Linked DNA regions of Mus musculus: all the other regions are linked to region 3. The links are chromatin contacts, called in public Hi-C maps. All regions are on one chromosome and are shown on one strand. Each heading gives the region's core, a stretch centred on a gene start, on an enhancer-like site or on the middle of the called end of the contact. The rest is flanking DNA. Distances are from core to core; before and after follow the strand shown. Region 1 overlaps Nrxn3 (neurexin III). Region 2 overlaps Nrxn3 (neurexin III). Region 3 overlaps Nrxn3 (neurexin III).

Evidence for each region. A called contact is a pair of places that touch in the nucleus more often than the background predicts.
Region 1: a contact with region 3 is called in a Hi-C map of cerebellum, with 1.9 times the contacts expected there. The contact joins two enhancer-like sites. A contact is called at or near these places in 5 of 484 Hi-C or Micro-C datasets (cerebellar granule neurons, cerebellum and cerebral cortex) and 1 of 9 other capture datasets (embryonic tail).
Region 2: a Hi-C map of cerebellar granule neurons shows a contact between it and region 3, with 2.1 times the contacts expected there. The contact joins two enhancer-like sites. A contact is called at or near these places in 3 of 484 Hi-C or Micro-C datasets (cerebellar granule neurons and cerebellum) and 1 of 9 other capture datasets (embryonic stem cells).

The regions. Positions count from the first base shown.
Region 1 is chr12:90,140,029-90,143,746 of GRCm38.p6, reverse strand. All of the region lies in intron 15 of Nrxn3 (neurexin III), which reads right to left. Among named protein-coding and RNA genes, the nearest start is that of Gm40538, 270 kb to the left of the region's middle. Within about 2 kb of position 1,521, at least 27 of the 459 cell types and tissues checked have an H3K27ac peak or open chromatin away from gene starts, as enhancers often do. A contact at or near this core is called in cerebellar granule neurons and cerebellum, where this site is marked.
Region 2 is chr12:90,330,217-90,333,829 of GRCm38.p6, reverse strand. It overlaps Nrxn3 (neurexin III), which reads right to left. Exons shown (of 20, transcript NM_001198587.3): 20 at 1-2,042. The coding sequence ends at 1,420. Among named protein-coding and RNA genes, the nearest start is that of Gm40538, 77 kb to the left of the region's middle. Within about 2 kb of position 1,754, at least 4 of the 459 cell types and tissues checked have an H3K27ac peak or open chromatin away from gene starts, as enhancers often do. A contact at or near this core is called in cerebellar granule neurons, where this site is marked.
Region 3 is chr12:89,551,820-89,555,371 of GRCm38.p6, reverse strand. All of the region lies in intron 14 of Nrxn3 (neurexin III), which reads right to left. Among named protein-coding and RNA genes, the nearest start is that of Gm40537, 580 kb to the right of the region's middle. Within about 2 kb of position 1,966, at least 4 of the 459 cell types and tissues checked have an H3K27ac peak or open chromatin away from gene starts, as enhancers often do. A contact at or near this core is called in cerebellar granule neurons and cerebellum, where this site is marked.

The sequences.
Region 1 (3,718 bases), core at 272-2,771, 590 kb before region 3:
TTTTCCAACAAGGCAAAAATCATTTCATAACAAAAATATGTTAAGTACTTTAGGTACTCCTTTCAAGACCTTACGAAATCTCTACAAGTGAATGGTATAAAAAAGGAAAAAAAAATCCAAATTGTGTGATCTTTTCAAAGGGAGCAGTTGCACAGAGGTGATGAGACCCACGGGGCTCCCACTTTGCCAGATTAAGAAACATTCTTGCTGGGTAGAGGTGAAATTAGTATGGACATTGGGAATGGCAAGAGTGCTCATTTCTCGTTTAGAAAAGCCTTCACTCTTAATTTATGCATGATATACATGTGCTTCTTTGCAAGAATCCAAAAGAAGAAAATGAATTCAGATATCATCAAACTGCCAAAAATAACTAAAGAGGAACAATATTTCCCATGCAATGCCACAAAGCACTGTGTTCCTACCAAGTCACAGACTGCTCCTCTGACATCATTAAGAGCAAAGCCCCCTGCCCTCTGAGGGAAAATATTGGTATGCATTTAAAAGTCTAAAAAAAGCACAATAAGCTACTTCATTTTAAACTTACTGGTGCATGTAAATTTCCCCCTTTATTAGATTAAACCATTGTTCTTTGCTCTCTTCTTATTTCTACTTCCTATACCACTAACAATTTACTGATGAATAAGCTCAGCAATATTTCTGTATGACAGATGAGCTTCTCTGACTGGCTGATTACTGCACAGACGGAAACCATTCCTAGGGAAGTCTTAGAAGTACCTCATTCATTCGAATTTCCTTAGGGCATGGGGTAGGATTTATTATCTGAAATGGAAGCCAAAAGGCAACAGGCCTCTATTCAAGGTCATACTGAAAGCAACAGCGTCTGATTCCTTGTCTGCAAATGTGCTTTCCTTAGCCACCCGTAAAATATATTCATGACCTCAGCTACTTCAAGTTATCCCAACTCTTCTGCAGAAAGCCACTTTCAATTTGATGCAAGTGGTTAGCCGTGCATTTGTTTTCTGTAGCAAAAATCAGTTCGTACGCTAGTAAGACTGATATTCCTATGTGTTCTTTGTCTGTGTATCTCCCCTTCATCGTTTCATTGAATTGATCATAATAGTCTTAAGGACAGTTTTGAAAAAAATTAGTCATGATACATATTTTCAAAAATCCCCAAAATAAACTCATGTTGGTATTTAATCACAATAGTAATTATTATTTCAGTTTTAAAAAGTCATTCCCTACTCCTGCCAATTTCACTAAAATTGGTGTTTATACAAGATCTGTAAATAAGTCAAATGCCTGTCTTCTACTGTTGTGCCTTTAGGAGCGTGTGCATATTCTGAGTGTGGGTAAAGCCGTTGTGGGCGAAGGTAGCACCTATGTAGGAGTAATCATATATGAGGCAAACCTGTGACACAGAGCCATATTACAGGGAGATGAGAGAAAGGCCACAGAAGGGTGAACTACCCACCTTGCCTGCTCTTCCCTTGGCAGTGCAGATCTAGCCACATAACTCTGTATTGATGTATAAGCAGAGAGCTTTCACAGTTCTTCCTTGAGATCATTCTGACAGCTCACCAGCTGTTTCCATGCTATTTTTTGCCATCGTGCCATGGCTAAGCCACAGTGTCTTCTCTGTTACTCTGCCAACAGCATTACTGCCTGCTGTTCTGTGCTCAGAGTCCGTTTTCCCAGTGAATCTCTACCATCTTGTCCCTTTCTCACTCCCCTGGCAGAGGAGTGAATTTCAGTCATGGACAGATAGTCCCTGGGGGAAACCTAGATGAAGGTGGTATGGAATGGCTACATAAAAACACACAGGTATATGCACAGATATGCTTATGTAGCAACAACCATGAATGGAAGCATACAGCCACTGATGTATTAACCAAAACCTTATCTTCATGCAATACTTTCTGACACTTGAAGCAACTGTCATAAGGCAGGAAGAACACAAATATTAGGAGTTAAATTCTAATTTTGATTTTCTGTTCTATATTTTTCTAGCTGGATAGTTCACTGTCAGTTTCCTCATTTTACAAATAAAAACTGTTTGTATAGGTAGTTTGCTGTGGGTTTTTTGTTTGTTTATTTATTTATTTATTTATTTATCTTTAACCAATGAATTCAAGAAACCAAAATGAAACCACAAAATGCCTAGGAAGAGAACCTGAACTCGAATCTTAAGTTCATGAACTTAAATTCTTCCTCATCTTAAAGACTGTCATCAAGGTAAGTGTGAGGTTTGCTTTACAAAGGGACTCAACAAGCATGACCATCTGGTTTCTAGACATTGTTAGAAGACTCTGACCAGAGAAAGGGAGGGTAGGCTAAGTATCAGGTCAGAAATATATTGTCTCCCGGAGATTCCACTTAACACAGAGTGAGGAACTATATAACCAGTAGAGAGGCATACCTTTGTAGAAACCAGAAGTAGATTTTCTGTACCTGGTCAGTTTTTTCAATACTAAGAGAAAATTAACTTTTGTTTCTGAAGCCAAAGAGTCCAAATAGGACAGGAACGATTGGCACACATTAGTCTTCTTTCATCTCTTTCCTGCCATTGTTGTTGAGTTTATAAATAACTGCCTTTGTTTGGCAGTTATTGGGAACCACCACTTTAACTGCAGGTGTCCTCATGAATGTATTGCTACGCTGCTCCTCCATCGCCACCAGCACTGTAAAACTGTTTAGACTACCACATTTATCACTTTCTGCCTCATGACTGTGGATACAGGGTGATAAACCACTTCAGTTTCCTGTTGCCATGATGAGTCTGCCATGATGGACTGTCCTCTCAAACTGAGTCAAAACCAACTCTTCTTCTCTGAAAAGAGAAAGCACTAAGCCTAAAAGAAGGTGTGTCTTTACAATATGGTGTGCCTTCTATAACTAAGTATGTACAAGACACACAAATACAAGTCAAAGGTAACGATAGTAACATCATCCCTTCCTTGTTCTCGTGTCCGCCATACTCCCTGGATCTTATACTCTTCTACATCATATTCCACATAGCTCCCTGATTTCTGAAGCAAGGGATCCAATAAAGGCATCCCTTCCAGGAATAAGCACTCTAAGATATTCCACTCTCTGCATAATGTGGATCTTATATTTGTTCCCGTCTCCTACAGGAGGAAGCTTCTCTAATGATGGCTGAGCAAGCCACTAATCTATGAGTATATTGGAATGTCATTTTGAGTCATTTATTACTAGTTTTTCTGGTTTTGTTTTTAAATTAGTTCACTAGTATTTGGTTTTATCCTAGGTAGCTGAGCTATCTAGTCTCATGTTATTGGTCACCAAAACAGTGTTGGGTATGGGTTCCATCCCATGATGAAGTGGGCCTTAAGCCAAGTCAGGTATTTGTTGGTTACAAGGTTTGTGCCATCATTGCACTAGCATATTTTCACTTAGGACATCATTGTGGGTCAGAGGGTTCATAGCTGCCCTGTTGTTTACATATCTTCTTTTGGTACTTTCCTGTACCAAAGAGACTAGAACATAGAGATGAAGACCCTATGTAGTTACCAGCTTGGCTGTTCCCATTCAATAATTTGTATGGGTATTGTCTTCAGCGATAGAGCCTTGCTGTCAGTTTGCAGAGTGCAGCCTACTGTCTTAGCAAGACCCTTGGTTTTCTGAGAATTCCTATGGGATTCCGTTGAAAAACAACCCAATAAACAACCAAACCCTGCTACTGGAAGCTTCATTTGGTGACAAGAAATGTCCAGGTGGAACCTGTCTTCCTGATTAT
Region 2 (3,613 bases), core at 505-3,004, 780 kb before region 3:
CTGTGTCAGTCATCCCATCAAACATACCATGATAAATATATCTGTATATATATTTATTTATATATATTATACTATTAAATTCCTTTTGTGTGTGTGTCACAGCAGCTTTACTCATTTATTTATTTGTCTTTAAAAAAAAAAGATGGGCGGAAGGAGACATGAGGAGATGGGAAGGATTTACTCACATCAGGCTACAAAGTTAAACCATATGGAAACCGTTATTATGTTGGGGGTGGGGAAGTAACTATGATTTTTCACACTTGGCCATGACTAGGCTTGTGTGACCACTTGTGGTTGTGTTACAAGTTAGGAACTCCCTTGCAGTCTGTTGAAACAGATGCTAACATTGTCTTTTCTTTTTTGTGGGTTTTTTTTTTTCTTTGTTTGCATGCATTTCACAGATCCAGTCCACCCCCTTTCCCTTTTTTCCTTCCCTTAGAAAGGCTCTGCTTTAATTCTTGGGGGTTACATTTCCCCGTTCACACACTTTGGGTTGATGGACAGGGACAGTATTTGTTAAGTGAAACCAATAGCTCCGATAACACCAGCCCCAAACCCATCTGTTACAGGTTTGAATGGCAAATATTGGAATTAGATCTGGGGACCTGCTTTTCAAACGGCTTGTCATCCCACATGGGTTCACCAAAGCATTAGGAAACTAACAATTGGTTCTAGAGACACCACAACCTGCTACATGGAGTGAATGCCATGGTAGATTTTGAGTTCATATGGCAAGAGTCTCATACTTTTTTTCTGAGTATATTTTTTTCCTTTTCTTCTTATGTGCAGTCTTTGTCAAAAAAATAAATGAAAACCCAAAAGCTATTTTCCCCTCAGATCTTGGAAAGTTACACACACACTGGTCAGAACCAGATAAGGGTATTTCTGGGTTTCTTGTTTTGTTTTGTTTGTGTTTTTTTTTTTTAAGCGTTTTTCTTTTCTTATTTTTTTGTTTTTGTTTTTTTTTACATAATTAAACAAACAAACAAACAAAAAATAACCCAACATTGTTACAGTCAAGATTCACAAACATTATTACAGACTCACTTGGAGCTATGGAACAAGTAAGCCATATGGTCTTCTACCCCTTTCCAAATGTTCTGGAGAGAAGAAAGCTTCCAAGGTCATGTGGAGTCATGGACTTGCTCCAGGGCACTAAGTGTGTGCTTTATGATACAGCAGGGCAGAGAGAATTTTCTGTCTTCGGGCCAAGGCTACAACCTTGCAGCATGGCTCACCATTACACAGAGAGATACACCATCGTATGTGTCCTTTAAAAAATGGTTTTTCCCACCATAGTCGTGGTACACCCCATCTCACAGAACACATTCAACAAGTTAAATCTCATTGTCAAAGTATTCAGGTGTGTGTATAGAAATAATTCTGTTTTAAGTTCGCATACGACTGGTGGTGTTATGTTTACACATAATACTCCTTGTCCTTGTTTTTCTGTTTCTTATGGCCGCTCTTGGAGCTGGCTTGCTTCTCCTTCATGAGCGTGCCGTTGCTCTGGGCCGAGTTGCTGATGTAGTTCCTCGTCTCGTCCACTTGATAGGACCCCTCGTCCCTGTTCCTGTACTTGTACATGGCGTACAGGAGGATCAAGATGCAGAGGGCGGCAGCAGCCACAATGCCGACGACCATCCCTGTTGTACTGCTGGACTCCCGGATCACCTCTGAGGCCCCCGGAACCCGTCTGATTCCTGGCTCCGTGGGGTTTGCTGTGGGCACATTACGGAACATGGGGGAAGTAATTAGTGGGCTCTTCAGTTTGGTGCTGTCTAGCTCATAGGCAGTGGGCAACGGAAGCAAGACTATATCAGGCTGGGGTTTGAGATCACGGTTATTCATTTTGCCAGCTGGCAATTTGGGCACCATCCCAGACGAGGAGGACGCTGTGAAGCGGATCAGCTCAGGGGACAAAGAGGTGGTTGTAGTTCTACTAGTTTCCGAGACTTTGTTAGGTCTAAAGTCCTTGGATTCCCACTTGGGCGCATGTGCTTTGTAGCCACCTTCGAAGATTGAAGTGGAAAGACTCTTATCTGTTACCAAGGAGAAGGTGGTGTAAAAATCTTCATCATCAGTAGGGGGCAGGTTAGAGTCAAAGGTTTCCCCTGAGCCATACCCAGATATCACCAAGCCATCATCATCACAACCATCGCTGCCTTGGTCCGACAAGCAAGGTAACCCCGCCTCAGAGGTCATGGACAGGGAATCTTTGGTGGTCTCAATAATGGTGAGGAGGGGGCGGAAGGTAGGGGGGAGTGTAATGGAGGGTACACGAGTAGCAATAGGAGGGGTAGCTAAAGGGTCTTCTACCAGAAGAGGAATAACTAATTCACCTCCTGGGATTGAAAAGAAAAAAAGACATAATTAGTACAGGCGTAAACACAGTTCATCCTTACTCTAATGAATGCAGGGCAGAGGTTATGCTTCTGAAATTGCTATAAAATGAGCTGCATCTGCATATGGGTAATTTCTGGCTATTGACTTATTATTCTGGACTGAGACAGAGCTCATTATATGCATCTACCTACCCAAAATTTGGAACCTTGAAATTAAAGCCTTAGATTTTAAAGATACTCTCAAGTGATTTTGAGTGGCAGAATCCAAACAGGCTGGTTTCAGGATCTTCTGGCAAGATGATGACTTTCAGTCAATAATGTTCTTGGAAATACTATGAAGACTTCATGTGTGTGTTACATACACAGTGATCTTTCTTTATGGCTTTATCAACATGAATATAACATTTCTTTATTGCTTTCTTGGATCCTATCTACTGGCTCTCAGGAGCATGACGATGATCTATTTTCCATTTTACTGAGACCAAGATCAAGACCAAAGAACTCTAAAAGTTTCCTGTACTACCTTGGGGCTATCCTAATTTCCCATTAGCTAAGAGACAGGGACAAACAACAGGTTTAAATGTTCATCTTGATGCATTTTGATTATGTATCTCTTGAAACTCCCTTGACTCTTAAAATTACAACCTGCCTTGCATTAGCATAAGATGTGTCTTGTGCATTCAAGGCTTTTATGTTATATGAAATATATGCTGAGCTAGAAGCTCCATTTAAAAAAATGCCCAGCCTAGGTTTCCATGACTGGCTGGAAACTCACGTTTTGGTTGAGAAAAGTTGATTTAGCAAAATCAATTTTGAAATCAGTGACTCTTTACTAGAGTGGCAAAATATGTATATGTATATATATATATATATATATATATATATATATATATATATATACATATATATATATACACACTAGTGTTCCCAGAAAGCTTCACCATTATATGATTACTAAACACGTGGACAGCAGGGAAAAAGCAATTTAAGAATACTTCATAAAAACACTGTGTCTTGCACATCACAGATGCAAGAAATACTCTGCCAGGGAAGTTGCTCATTTAACTGTAAGGCTGACATTTTCCTCCCATGTCAGAAAGACAAAGTCTCTTTGGCATCTCTTTTCGATTGAAGTGGTGTGATTTCAAGAAGTCACCACTTTGTGTCCTGTCATTGCATTTATTCTAGAAAGACATAGTCTAGTCAAAACCTAAAATTGTTTGAAATCATAGATTCTTTTCAAATTCTGTAGAGCAATGTGCTGAGAC
Region 3 (3,552 bases), core at 717-3,216:
ATCCACTGTTTACTCCTCTTAGTCCTGATTCCCTCCATTTTCCCTTGACCAACATGGGGAAAAGGAGGAATTTAAAAAAAAGCAGAAAAAGAAAAAAAAAGATCCTATCCATTAAATTGACCAATGGACTCACAGTACCCTCTAGTGGACAAATGGCAAACATTTATTTGTTTATTTGTTTGTTTGTTTATAATGTATGCACAGGCTTTCCCTTTTAAACCTAATACACTTTTGGCTTTGCTCACACGTCTCTTGGTATCTAGTGATCTTACAAATTCTTCTTTTTAAATCTACACTAAAAATGAATTGCAGGCATAAAAAGAAAGAACAAACAATTTCTTTTATTAACATCCAAACCTGCTAACACAAACACTGGGGGCCTCTACATAAATAGAGATGTGTGGGTTGGGCACCATCTGTCTATACTCCTGTTTGCCAAGTATCCTCTTATAGCACTAGGCATTTAGGTGACCAGTGTCTGGCCATCTAGACTATGGCTGGATTCTATTGCATTCCTCTGTGGGAATGTGGTTGTAATCCTACCTTGTATCTTTGCATACAACAAGGTGATATCATAGAGAAAGGAACTCATTTCTCATAGGTAAAGCTGGATTGCCACCTCCGTTCCCTGTCTCCTAGCTCTGTAACTTTTGAGACGGCTATCCCAAAGATTACATCTCAGTTCTCTCTGTTGAGGTAATGGTAATCAAATGAAAGACTATAAACAGAATCAAGAGGAAATAGATTAGTCTGCCGTGGTCTGAAGTCTTAGAAAAGTTTCCCAAAGTGTTTCTTATAAGTTTTATTTCATTTCTTAGCTAGTACATTCTAATTTCTATCTGATTATATTCATATGGTAGAACAGGAATCATAAAAATAGATTTCCACTAAGGGAAAAGTGGCTTCCCTGTCTGGACTCCGTAAGTCTTTAGTCATTTGGCAAACTTCAACAAATAACCGGAAGAACATTATCAGTCTAGGGATGAGTTCCCCTCCAATTGGCACTGGATAATCTCCTCTAGGGATAACATGTGTGAAGTGCAGATATGACCAAAATGGTGATGAATAGGTGGGTGAATAGTTTGTTAGTTTTACAGTTGTCTTTTAAAACAAACAAACAAACAAACAAACAATCAAAATCCTTTCCCTCTGAACTAACACAGAAAGAGAAGTGAACATTACATTCAAATCATTTTTTTCCAAAATCTATAGCTGAGGTACTTCGTAGATTTCATTTTCCTAATCAAATTTAGAGGCTATGTTGAACAATAAAGCAATCTATTATGACATAGACATCCCCCCCCCAATGAATCATTTGAATGGATCAAAATAAATGAAATACTCAAAGAAAATGACACTACAAATTCTGAAACATTAGTAGTTTTTCTAGACTTCCTAATACTGAGAATGGTTGGGTTATTTTAATGATATGTATCTACCTGAATCTTTAAGAAATACTTACATTTCAATCATAGGAAGAAAATATTTGTGTTCATATTCCTAAAAAGAAATCATGAATGTCCTAAAATCGCATTACATTTGCTGGCCTATATTATTCTCTTGTCAAAGAAACCTTCATTTAACTCCAGGGCAGAGGAGACGGGACCCACCACAGGCTTGTGTAATAAAGAGACAGATGGCCTCACTGGTCACCTGTCAGCAGAAATTATTCACAGAGGAGAAAATGAGCAACAGAGACTGAATAATTCTTGTGTGTTTTGATTTCATAATCTCAAGCCATCCTATCTGTTTATAAGGTGAATTTTAATCAGAGCAGGAAACAAAGTTGGGGAGAGGATAGAATATTTATTGCAGCCCTCACCAGAGGTGGACGGCATGAAATATTCTTCTTTGATCATGATGGATGGACCCTTCTTCTATAAACTGGAAAATGAATATCCTCTCCATCCCAGCCCTTCTCTACAGACTTCCTGGGGAAGAGGAGGGGATCTCTCCTGTCCAAACCTGACAACTGAATTTAATCATGCGTGTAAGTAGCAAGTCCCCATGATAAGCATCCCACTCACCCTGAACCACCAGCACCAATGGAAAGACTTTAACTTACAATGTGGATTTCATTAAAGAAAACAAAAATGGGGAGGGGCTGGAGATGGAAGCTGGTTCTCAAATATTCATTTGTTTATAGTTGCATATAATTTCCATGTTATAAATTGCAAAATTGATTAAATAAAACAAAACATTTACACTTACTACCATGGCAAAGACGATTTTCTTTAATTTCTGTATACTTGAACTTCCTCATTATCTTAAAATTAAGTCATGATTTTTAAAAAAAAATAGTATGGCTATTTTAATTTGGGTGACAGAGTATAATAGATTAATTCATAGGAATATTTTTTAATTTCTTAAAGAGAAATAGTTTTTTTCTTGAGACCCCAAAATATTGAAACATACTTCCTTATGCAGATATCTAAAAGTGGTAGGGTTTATTTTCTGAACTTCTAAACAAACTCATCGAATCTATGTAACCTTGGGTTGTCCTTCTTTAGCCACTTGACAAATCCTCAACTTTCTAAGCCATGGGACCAGAAAATCATAGGATTAACACAGAAGCAAATCATACTTTACCTTATGCCTACCTTCTCGGGGGGTGAGGGGGTAGATGACCACAATTTATAAGTTCATCCCCCTTAATCCAATCATCAAACACTTTATCTTGCCTTCTGTTGTTCTTTAACAAAGGGGAATGCCAAGGCTGCCTGATGGGACATAATCCCCTGGATGGAACAGAACTGACCTGTATTAGCATCATTCCACCTGAAAGCTTAAGCCCAATACAAGCAACTGACAGCAAAGATGACCCAGGTCAACTGTGAGCAAAAGGTATAGTAAGGAACCGGAGCTTTGCGTTTCAGTGTGCACAAGCTCTCACAAAATTATGAGAATACGGTGCAAGAAAATGTAGTACTGATGTCTTGAGAATTCTTACAGCCAACTGGAAATTGCAGTTAAAGGGAAGAAGGAGTAGAAAGCGAGAAACCTAAAATGAGAGTACACATCCCTCAAGCCTTTGCTACATAAAATTTGGGGGTCCAGAATTCTATAATATTTGCTTAAGGTCAAAATTTTCTTATACTGCAGGGGAGATTATCTATACACTCCAAGGGTCAAAACTGTGTTCCCATAAAGATGAAATAATGTACATATTTCAAAGGGATGCAGGAACTAATAGTATTGAATGCCTCAAGCACTCTAGGTGAACAGGTATTTGAAGGAAAGGTCCTCTGGGCTCCCTGGAATTTCTTCATGATAATTGCCTAGAGCCGGGCAACAGTAGCAGAACTTAGTTCACATCAGGGAGAAAAAAATGAACTTGGAATGAACTTTTCTCAGCCATACACAGTAAAGGATATTAAAATTATATTTCAATCAGAGAATTCACAATTCATTTTACTAGAAATCATACAGCAAACATTATCTGATACCTCTAAGTCCAACACGTAGCTGGAATTTATGAGCTGTCCGAGTAACACAAAAAGGTGTTTAGTGCCTATATGTAGATTTCTTTAACGTATAAGATCTATTAATTAT